Linked DNA regions of Mus musculus: regions 1 and 2 are each linked to region 3. A link is a contact called in public HiChIP or PLAC-seq and promoter capture Hi-C data. All regions are on one chromosome and are shown on one strand. Each heading gives the region's core, a stretch centred on a gene start, on an enhancer-like site or on the middle of the called end of the contact. The rest is flanking DNA. Distances are from core to core; before and after follow the strand shown.

What was found. Promoter capture Hi-C pulls out the DNA fragments that hold promoters and counts their contacts. HiChIP or PLAC-seq counts read pairs in DNA pulled down with a chosen protein or histone mark.
Region 1: a CTCF HiChIP or PLAC-seq map of embryonic stem cells shows a contact between it and region 3, with 13 times the contacts expected there. The contact joins the enhancer-like site here to the promoter of 4930545L08Rik in region 3. A contact is called at or near these places in 1 of 39 promoter capture datasets (hippocampal neurons), 1 of 15 datasets of contacts at CTCF or cohesin (embryonic stem cells), 7 of 484 Hi-C or Micro-C datasets (the HL-1 cell line, the N1E-115 cell line, bone marrow-derived macrophages and 4 more) and 1 of 115 datasets of contacts at active chromatin or transcription factors (astrocytes).
Region 2: a promoter capture Hi-C map of hippocampal neurons shows a contact between it and region 3, with 6 times the contacts expected there. The contact joins the promoter of Trank1 here to the promoter of 4930545L08Rik in region 3. A contact is called at or near these places in 6 of 39 promoter capture datasets (cranial neural crest, frontonasal cranial neural crest, hippocampal neurons and 2 more), 2 of 484 Hi-C or Micro-C datasets (embryonic stem cells and neural progenitor cells) and 1 of 115 datasets of contacts at active chromatin or transcription factors (embryonic midbrain).

The regions. Positions count from the first base shown.
Region 1 is chr9:111,288,401-111,291,114 of GRCm38.p6, reverse strand. No RefSeq gene overlaps it. Among named protein-coding and RNA genes, the nearest start is that of Epm2aip1, 18 kb to the right of the region's middle. Within about 2 kb of position 1,399, at least 99 of the 459 cell types and tissues checked have an H3K27ac peak or open chromatin away from gene starts, as enhancers often do. A contact at or near this core is called in the N1E-115 cell line, bone marrow-derived macrophages, cortical neurons and 1 more, where this site is marked.
Region 2 is chr9:111,310,381-111,313,269 of GRCm38.p6, reverse strand. Trank1 (tetratricopeptide repeat and ankyrin repeat containing 1) reads right to left here and starts at 1,531. Exons shown (of 22, transcript NM_001164659.1): 1 at 1,019-1,531. The coding sequence starts at 1,428.
Region 3 is chr9:111,917,417-111,920,171 of GRCm38.p6, reverse strand. 4930545L08Rik (RIKEN cDNA 4930545L08 gene) reads left to right here and starts at 1,443. Exons shown (of 2, transcript NR_166641.1): 1 at 1,443-1,883.

The DNA.
Region 1 (2,714 bases), core at 150-2,649, 630 kb after region 3:
ATCCATTCTGATCTCACTGACTCCCCTCTGCAGTTAGAGGAGTGTATGGGATTTTGTAGACTGTTACCTTTTGGGATGTATACATTTTTATGTGCCATGAGTACTTTGCCTGGATGGATGGATATGCACCGCTTTCGTACCCTATGTCCATGGATGTCAGAAGAGGTCTTTGGATCTCCTAGCCCTGGAGTTACAGATGGTGAGCTGCCATGTGGATGCTGGGAATTGAACCTACGTCCTCTGCAGGTGCTTCTAGTACTCTAAACCGCTGTGTCATCGCTTAGGCCCCTGAGCTGTGATTTTTGCAAACTTCCAATTCCTACCCTCTTCGGTCTTGCAAATTCCCAGTGTCCCTGTCTCCATGGTAACCTGCTATGGCCCAGGCAGCCTCTGCTTCTTTGCTTCGCTCACACTGTTGCATAGGCAGCTTTTCACGGTTTGCTTTGGTGAGGTGCAGAGCTCCCCAAAGCTTTAGGTATTTATGTTCCCAGCTCCGTAGCACTTAGCTGGCACGATGCTGCAGAATGAATAAAAAACAGTGCATCAGTAATGGTTATGAACGTCACAAAACTACTAGCAGTAATTCTAGAGTAGTATGCATGACATATCAAATACACACACACACACACACACACACACACACACACACACACGCTGAATCAAGTGTAGGGCGAAATAATATTCAGCGGGCATATTACATGAAAGGAATTTACATTAAACTGAGAAACTGATTCTCATGGGGAAATTAGGAATCATGATGTCAAATGTCCAAGGACAGAACGCCTGAGATGGCTCCGATTAGCTGGGCGCACTGAAGGTGGGATTGTAAGGGAAAGGACAGGCGAACAGGGCAGAGGGAAAGGGGTGCGCGTGCTCTGGTGGAGAAGCGACTAGAGTGTGGGGTGATGAGAACAAGAACACGCTGCTGGCGCTGTGCCATGTCTCATTCAGAGCTGACTCACCTGAGAAAGTTTTGTGTTTTCAGGTGCCTTGGGGAGCGACTGCGGCCCAGAGGACCCAGAGCGTAGTCTGCTGCCCCCGTGTGGCGGGAGCGCATACTGCAGCGCCCCGGCGGAAAGCTTTACCACCAGAGGGCGCAAAGGGCTCGACCTCTCAACAGGCCTGTAGACCCGTGATGTCATTTGTGTATTTTCCAGAGTTCTTTTTACAGGAGTGGTGATCAAGCAAATGGCCAGCTATCACCCCACCAACCAGGATCCTCTCCTCTGCTTAATCCTTATCTGTTTCTTCCTTACTGTCCTAGTTAGGGTTACTATTGCTGTGATGAAACACCATGAACAAAGCAATTTGGGGAGGAAAGGGTTTATTTCAGCATAGACTTCCAGGTACACTTTCACGGAGGAAAGTCAGGGCGGGAACTCAATCCGAGCAGGAAGTTGGAGGCAGGAGCTGATGCAGAGTTGGGGGGAGGGGTGCTGCTTGCTGGCGTGTTCCTCATGACTTGTTTAGTCCCTCCCCCATTAGTCACTAATTAAGAAAATACAGCAAGATCTTATAGAGGCATTTTCTCAACTGAGGTTCTGTCCTTTCAGATAACTCTAGCTTGATATAAAACTAGCCAGCACACTTACTTCCTTATAAGTTGCTAGGTCTGGAAAGCCTCATTTAATAACATAATACACACACGCACACGCGCAGGCACGCACAAGCACACATTCATCCCAGGACCTTCTACATTGCATTTGTCATATGGAATTGCTGAACATTATATAATAATACGGAAAGAGGTATGGGGAGGTTACTTAACCAATTCCTTTAGATTTTTGGTAATAGAGAAGCCAAATCAAATTAGCTTAAAGGAGGACATGCTGGCTCCTGACAGAGATGGTAAAGGAAGTTGTCCTGTCCTAGTAACAATATAACAGCTAGAAAGATTTCAGGAGCCTAGAGTAAAAGCTTCCCTTTGTGACTTTCAGTTCCTTCCCTACATTTTTGCTAATTAAGACCAGCCAATTAGCCTTTCGTGGACAAAGCCATCTCAGTTAAACTTGCTAGTTCCTCACTATTAGACAGAAGAGACCCAGCAAATCTGAGGAAAACATGTACCTGAATGACAAAGGAACAATAACAAAATGACCTCTCAGGAAACGGGGAGGGGGGGGGGGTGGGATGTAAACAAAAACTAAGGGCCAGTAAGATGGCTCTGCAGGTAAAGGTGCTTGTTGCCACGGCTGAGGAATGGGGCTGAATCCCCAAAAGTCATACTGTAGAAAGAAGAGACTTGACTCCAGGAAGTCGTTCTCTGACATCCACACACATGCTATAACACAAATGTGCCGCACACACACACACAAATAAATAAATAAATAAATAAATAAATCTGTAAAGTTTAGGCTGAGAGTGATAGCAAATACCTTTAATCCCAGCTCTCTGGAGGCAGTGGCAGGAACATCTCTATTTTACAGAAGAGTCCCTGATAGCAAGCAGAGGAGATGAAGTTTAAAAATGCAGAGACAGGAAGTTGAGAATAAGTACGGCTTGAAACCAAAATTAGCAGACTCATAAACTAAACACCATAGAACTAAGAATCACAATGTTTCGTCTGTCACATTAGCACACAGCTAGATGCCTAAGAATGTCAAGAAGTGGCATGTATATTATGAATTTGGACTGGGGACCTCCATTTCTAGAAGACAACGTCACATTAAGGGACAGACTCAGGAATAACTGTCACAGCGTTTTTATTTAAATAT
Region 2 (2,889 bases), core at 282-2,781, 610 kb after region 3:
AAAAAGGGGGGGGGACGGAATTCGCCCTGCAATCCTACAAAAGAGCCCCGATAGAAAAACAGTTTTAAATATTCCTGCTCCCTCTACAAGAAGGTACTTTCTAGAAAGCACCAAAGAGGTTGTAGATGCCAGCAGTGTAATAGCCTTTCCTCAAAATCAAAAAGGTGCCTTGCACGGGAAAAGCTGAACACTGGGTAGCTGGGGATAAATCCGGGTGTAAGGGACCGCAGAGCCTCTGGCTTTCCACTCATCCTCTCTAGCTAAAGATGCAGTGATTGCGACAGTGCTAACTGAGCTGAAGCGGGTCCCCAGGCTGCAGAGCTCACGGACTCCCTTGCCCTCCTTTCTAAATTTTGCTTTTTCTTTTTTTCCAAGTTGCACATCTCCCTAAGAACTATCCCCAGGCAGCCTCTCTCTTGCCTGCCTCGGTGAAACGCCCCCAGCAGAGAGCAGAGTCCCCCCCAGCGGGGCCCGCGAGCCCTCCGCGGCGGGTTACAAGTGCGCAGAGCCCGCGAGTGCAAGAGTGCGGGGGTTGGGGGCCCGAGGACGAACCGGGCTGAGCCGGGCCGAGCAGCAGGCTGAACCCGCGCTCCTGAGCAAACCGCCCCGCGACTCGGGTCGGCGGCGGAGGGTGGGCCGCGGAGGCCGCAGGGATGGAGGACCGAGGCCTCCCCCTCCAGGGGGCAGCCCGCGCCCCGCGCTCCCCGCCGATGCCGCGCCGTCATCCCCGCGCGGCTCCGCACACCTCGAGCCAAGCTGTGCGGCGAGGCGCGTCCGCCGCGGTGTGGCCCGGAGGCCCCTCCGGGGGGTGGGGGAGGATGGGGGTGGGGGTCCCCGCAGGGAAAGCTCCGCCGGGCACCGCTGCCCGCCCGGGCCGTGTCGCCCCGCGCGCCTTCCCGCGCCAGGCCGCGGTCGAGGGAGGGAGAAGGGGGGAGGGCAGACAACCCCGCGGGGCCTCGGGGACTCGGGGCCCGCAAAGCCCCAGACGCCCCCCCCCCAACCCCCGCCAGCTACGCACCTTGCCGCGCGCGGGTCCCACATGGCCGGGACTCGCCGCCGCCGCCTCGGGATGCGCGCAGGTGACACCGAGGCCCCGCGTTCCGAGGCCGGGGCCAGGCGGAAAGCTGCTTCCCGCGGCTCGTGCGGGACCGGCTGCGGGAGCGCCGCGCAGGCCGAGTCCGTGCTCCCACGCGGCTGCGGGGGCCCGAGAGCCGTCACGTATCGCCTCGCGGCGGGAGACGAAGGTGTCGCCTTTGCTCCGAGGAGAGTGTCGCGTCCCGCACCGCCGCGCGGGAGAGGCCCGCGGCGTGGCGGCCCGGCCTCCGGGGCCGAAAGCTTCGCGCCGGGCGCGCGGGACCGCGGCGTGGGGCCCCGTCTCGAGCTGCGTCTCCTCGGAGGCCAGCGGCGGCCCGCGGTCGTGGAAGCCATGGCTCGGCGAGCTCGCGGCGGCGCGCTCCCCTCGGGTCGTCCCCTCAGACGCCGACGTCGCACTCACCGCGCGCCCGACGCGCCGTTCCTGGAGGTCGGGAGCAGACCGGGCAGCGAAGCTCCGAGCAGCGCGACGCTCGTCGCCTCCGTCATTTGCCGAGTTCCTGTCACGCGGGCGGGAACCGTCCAGGCGCCTGGCAGAAGGGCCGCGAAGTCGTGAGGGTGAGGCGAGGTGGCTCCGAAGCTCTCCTGAGCCGGGATGCGTGCTCGCCCCCCGCCGGGTGGTCCTCGCGACTGAGGGGACAGGAGTCACGTTCCCACCCTCCAGGGGCCCGGGACCCAATCAGAGGGCGCGGCCGCTGGCACGCTGCCTCCTGGTGGCTCATGGGCCTCCTGGGCCAGAGCCCAGGGCGCGTCGAACAGCGGAAGACAGGAGCCGGCCGGGGGAGGCGGAGGGACGAGGCCAGGAACACCGCGGTCCTTCCCAGCTCCTCCAGGGGAGTCGGAACCAGTCAGCCCTGACCAGCAGCCTCCTTCTGGCCTTCTCTCAATTCGACCCCCATGCCACCACACACGCACTCACGCACACACACAAATGTGAGGCGCCATTCCCCCTCAAAACCCTTGGGTGGCACCCCACTGCCTAGGGCTGAGCCTTTAGGCTCCTCAGTGTTAGCCTAGGGTCCCGGACACAGTGCTCCCACAAACGCTTGAACTCCAGTCATACCCCCACCCTGGTGGGATTTTTAAAACGCTGGTGGATGCCTTTGCTTCTGATTTCTTATGGCATATATCTCCAGGGTGCAATTTTTAAAGCTTTCCAAGACATTGTATCAAGTAGTAGAATTTGAAAGGCTTGCTGTCATGAGACATTGCTAGACCTTTCATTTTAAAGAGATTTTATAAAACCTTCTCAGCTCTAACATGTTTGGTACACCACCAGCAACAGCACCACCACCACCACCACAGCCTCATCATTTCCACTTCCAAAAGGCCTAGTGGGTTTCCTACGTCAGAGTAAGGCTAGTGGGTTTCTTATGTCAGAATAAGGCAAGAGATTGTGGAGGCAGTACAAGAATAAAATGTGCATCTGTGCTTTTCTGTCCATTTCCATAGCATTGACCTCTAATGTGGACTATACTCTTCAAAATCATCACATAAGTAGATCTTGCTTTTCAAAATCACTTCAACTATTATCAAAATGAGGTGTTGGTGCTGTTAAAAAAAAAAAAAAGCAATCCCCTGCTGCCCTCCTATCTAACAACCCTTTGAGTCTTTCCATGCTTATTTAATTGCTCTGTTCATGTCTGTAAACGTGTTTGGTTGCTACTTGGAATACTTCTTCCCAGTTTCATACACTATCCCTATCTGGTAAATACTTTGAGGCTGCGTACCAAAAGACCTTTATATTTGGTATTCTAGTTTATCTGGGTATAAAATTCAGGCTCAGAAATCATTCAC
Region 3 (2,755 bases), core at 194-2,693:
CAGACTAAATAACTTGTTACTGGCACAGATACAAAGCCCCGATCTCTGTGGCTTACGATGATAATTTTTGAGAGTGGTAATTCAACTCAAGATACCAGCATGATTGTGAAATGAAGCTATCTTCTCTGTTGGATATTTCACACGAATTGTGCTTTAAACTTGAACTCTTGTTAGTCACACACTCAGATGCAATTCTCTCAGGCTACCCAACAAAATTCTATGCCATCATCTTAAGGAGTGATGATAACAATACAGTAGCGTGCCCACTGCTTCTGTCAACTGGGGATTCCGAAGGCTAAATCACCTTTACAAATTATTCCTTTTAATTATACTATTCTAAAAATGTAGTCTTATTAATGGGCGTTCTTATGGTCACAATACATGACATGCCTCCAAGGTCAGATACGGTTTTGGCCACCAAAGTACATACCTTTCTTACCTGTGAAATAACTGGAATCTAGGGGGGAATTTTAGCACCTTGAGGCCACTTCTGCAGTTGCTGTAAAGCACTAAAACTAAGCCCAGCTCTTCAGATTTCCAGTGCAGCGCATTTTGACTCACATTACAGGGTGCCTTGTATAATTATAGCTGCAAAGGTGGTGTGTGAGTAAAGACTGCTGAGAAAGCCAGGGATCAGAAGAAAATAAGACACACACCCCCCCCCCCCCACACACACACACATTGGGTTGTTGTCAAGAATGCTTACCCCAGGCTGGAGAGATGGATCAGCCATTAAAGGCTAGGCTCACAACCAAAAATATAAGAAGGGTTTCCCTCCAATCAATCACATTAAAGAGATGTGTGTGGTACTAGAGACCCCACCTTCTGTATTTAGTGGGTCTTCTAAACCTACGCCTCTTTCATTTCCCCCTCCTCTAGCCTCCCTTTGCAAACAGAAGTGGAGCACAGTGTGTGGGGGTGGCAAGGGGGGGTCCATGGGGCTGAAACCAATGCTGGAGAATTTTACAGTCAAGCTGACTGAATGGGTTCCCTGTATGAGCCAGGGACGAAGCTGTTTGCTAATTTGAGAGTGTTCAATATCGATGCTATTCCAACTCGTTTATCTTATAAAGCCGGGAGAATGGCTTTTAGATGCTTTTCCTGGGGCACAGAATTGAATTCTCTAACTGACCTTGTAAAATTGTCTCAAAAAAAAAAAAAAAAAAAAAAAAGAAGAAGAAGAAGCTGGCCAGTTTTTCTTTTCCTCTCCTTTACTGTGGGTTAAACATGCAGAAACTGTGTTTCATTTGAGGTTTTTCTCTCGGTTATCATCACCCTCCACAATGCAAATGCGTTTGCATTTGGGCAAAATGACCCAAAAGAACCAAGACTATCTTGAGGAAAGCTATGTCCAAGTGGCGGAAGCTCTGGAACACACAGCACACAAGGCACAACGAGCGACAGCAGGTGGCGCTCTCCACCAGCTCCAGCGCCGGCGCCTCAAGCACAGCTCAGCATCCTGCACTGGACCAGATGAAAACAGGGTCCTGATGTATGGGATGTCTATGGTAGGAAGTTCCAAGCAGGGGAGGGTTGGTACTTACAGACTTGCATCGCGAGTTTGAAACGTTAAAAATATTGAGACGGAAGCTCTGAGTTCCTGAACTGGAGATTCCAGGATGAACTTGGGCGACTCACTAAGAAGCAACTATGGGGCAGGCCACCCACCATGCCCTGCACTTGCAGGTGTGTGTACACATGCCTGTGAAGGCACACCCATGGAAATGGAAAGTGCTGACTTTCTCTGCTACTCACAGTTAACAGCCTCACTTGGAATTTCTGTCTGCGCAGCTTCCATTCAAACTCTTCTAACTGCCTGTGGGCTTGCAGAGGCTCCAGGATACCCACCCACTCTTGCCTGTTCCCTGGCTCTTCTCTTTCAGGTAAATAACCGCCATTTTGTTTCTCCGTCTTGTTCCAGGTGGGTGCTTGTCTTCCATTTTCCCTTTTTATTCTTTTTAACCAATAGAAAACTGTTTTAATTTAATTTAACTTTATTTATTTTCTTTGCCCTAGGGTTTAACCACAGGGAGACTAATGAGTTCTTACAATCTACCAACCCCCAACAAAAAGTGTTTTATTGGTTAACTCCCTTACAATGTTATAGAGGGAAATGAATTTTAGGCATTACTCTTTGTGTCAAAAATATTAAGAAATATATAGCATAGAGTTGTTGGTTGGTACTTTTTTTTTCTGAATTGTGTGTATGGGAGGGGGGTATCTCTGTGAACAACCTAGCCTTGAACTCATTAAATGGATGAGACTGGCTTTGAACTCCTAATCATCTCAATTTTGTCTCCTGAATGCTAAGACTGAAGACTTGCACCACCACACGGACTAATTGGGTTCTTATTGGGTTCTTGTTTTGTTTCATTTCTTCTTCTTCTTCTTCTTCTTTTTCTTCTTTTTATTTTTTTTTTTTATTTTTTTTTTTTTTGGTTGGTTTGTTTGGTTTGGCTTGGTTTGGATCGGTTTTTGCATTTCTTCCACATACATAGAATTACCCTCTCCAGCAAAACACCTTACATCAAACATGAGGTACCTCGAGCATTAGGGACTCCCAGTAGACAACTGGAGTCTCAGGAATGACCTTCACTTGCTCATTTCAAAATTATGTCTCTGATTTCTCTCAGATTCTTAAAAATATATCCCCTGTGGACAGATGACTCCATCTCTAGCGGTGCTCATGGAAGCTCACCTGCCTGCCTTTGAGTTTGTGAAATAGGATGCTACTTTCTTTCCTTTAGAGACCAAA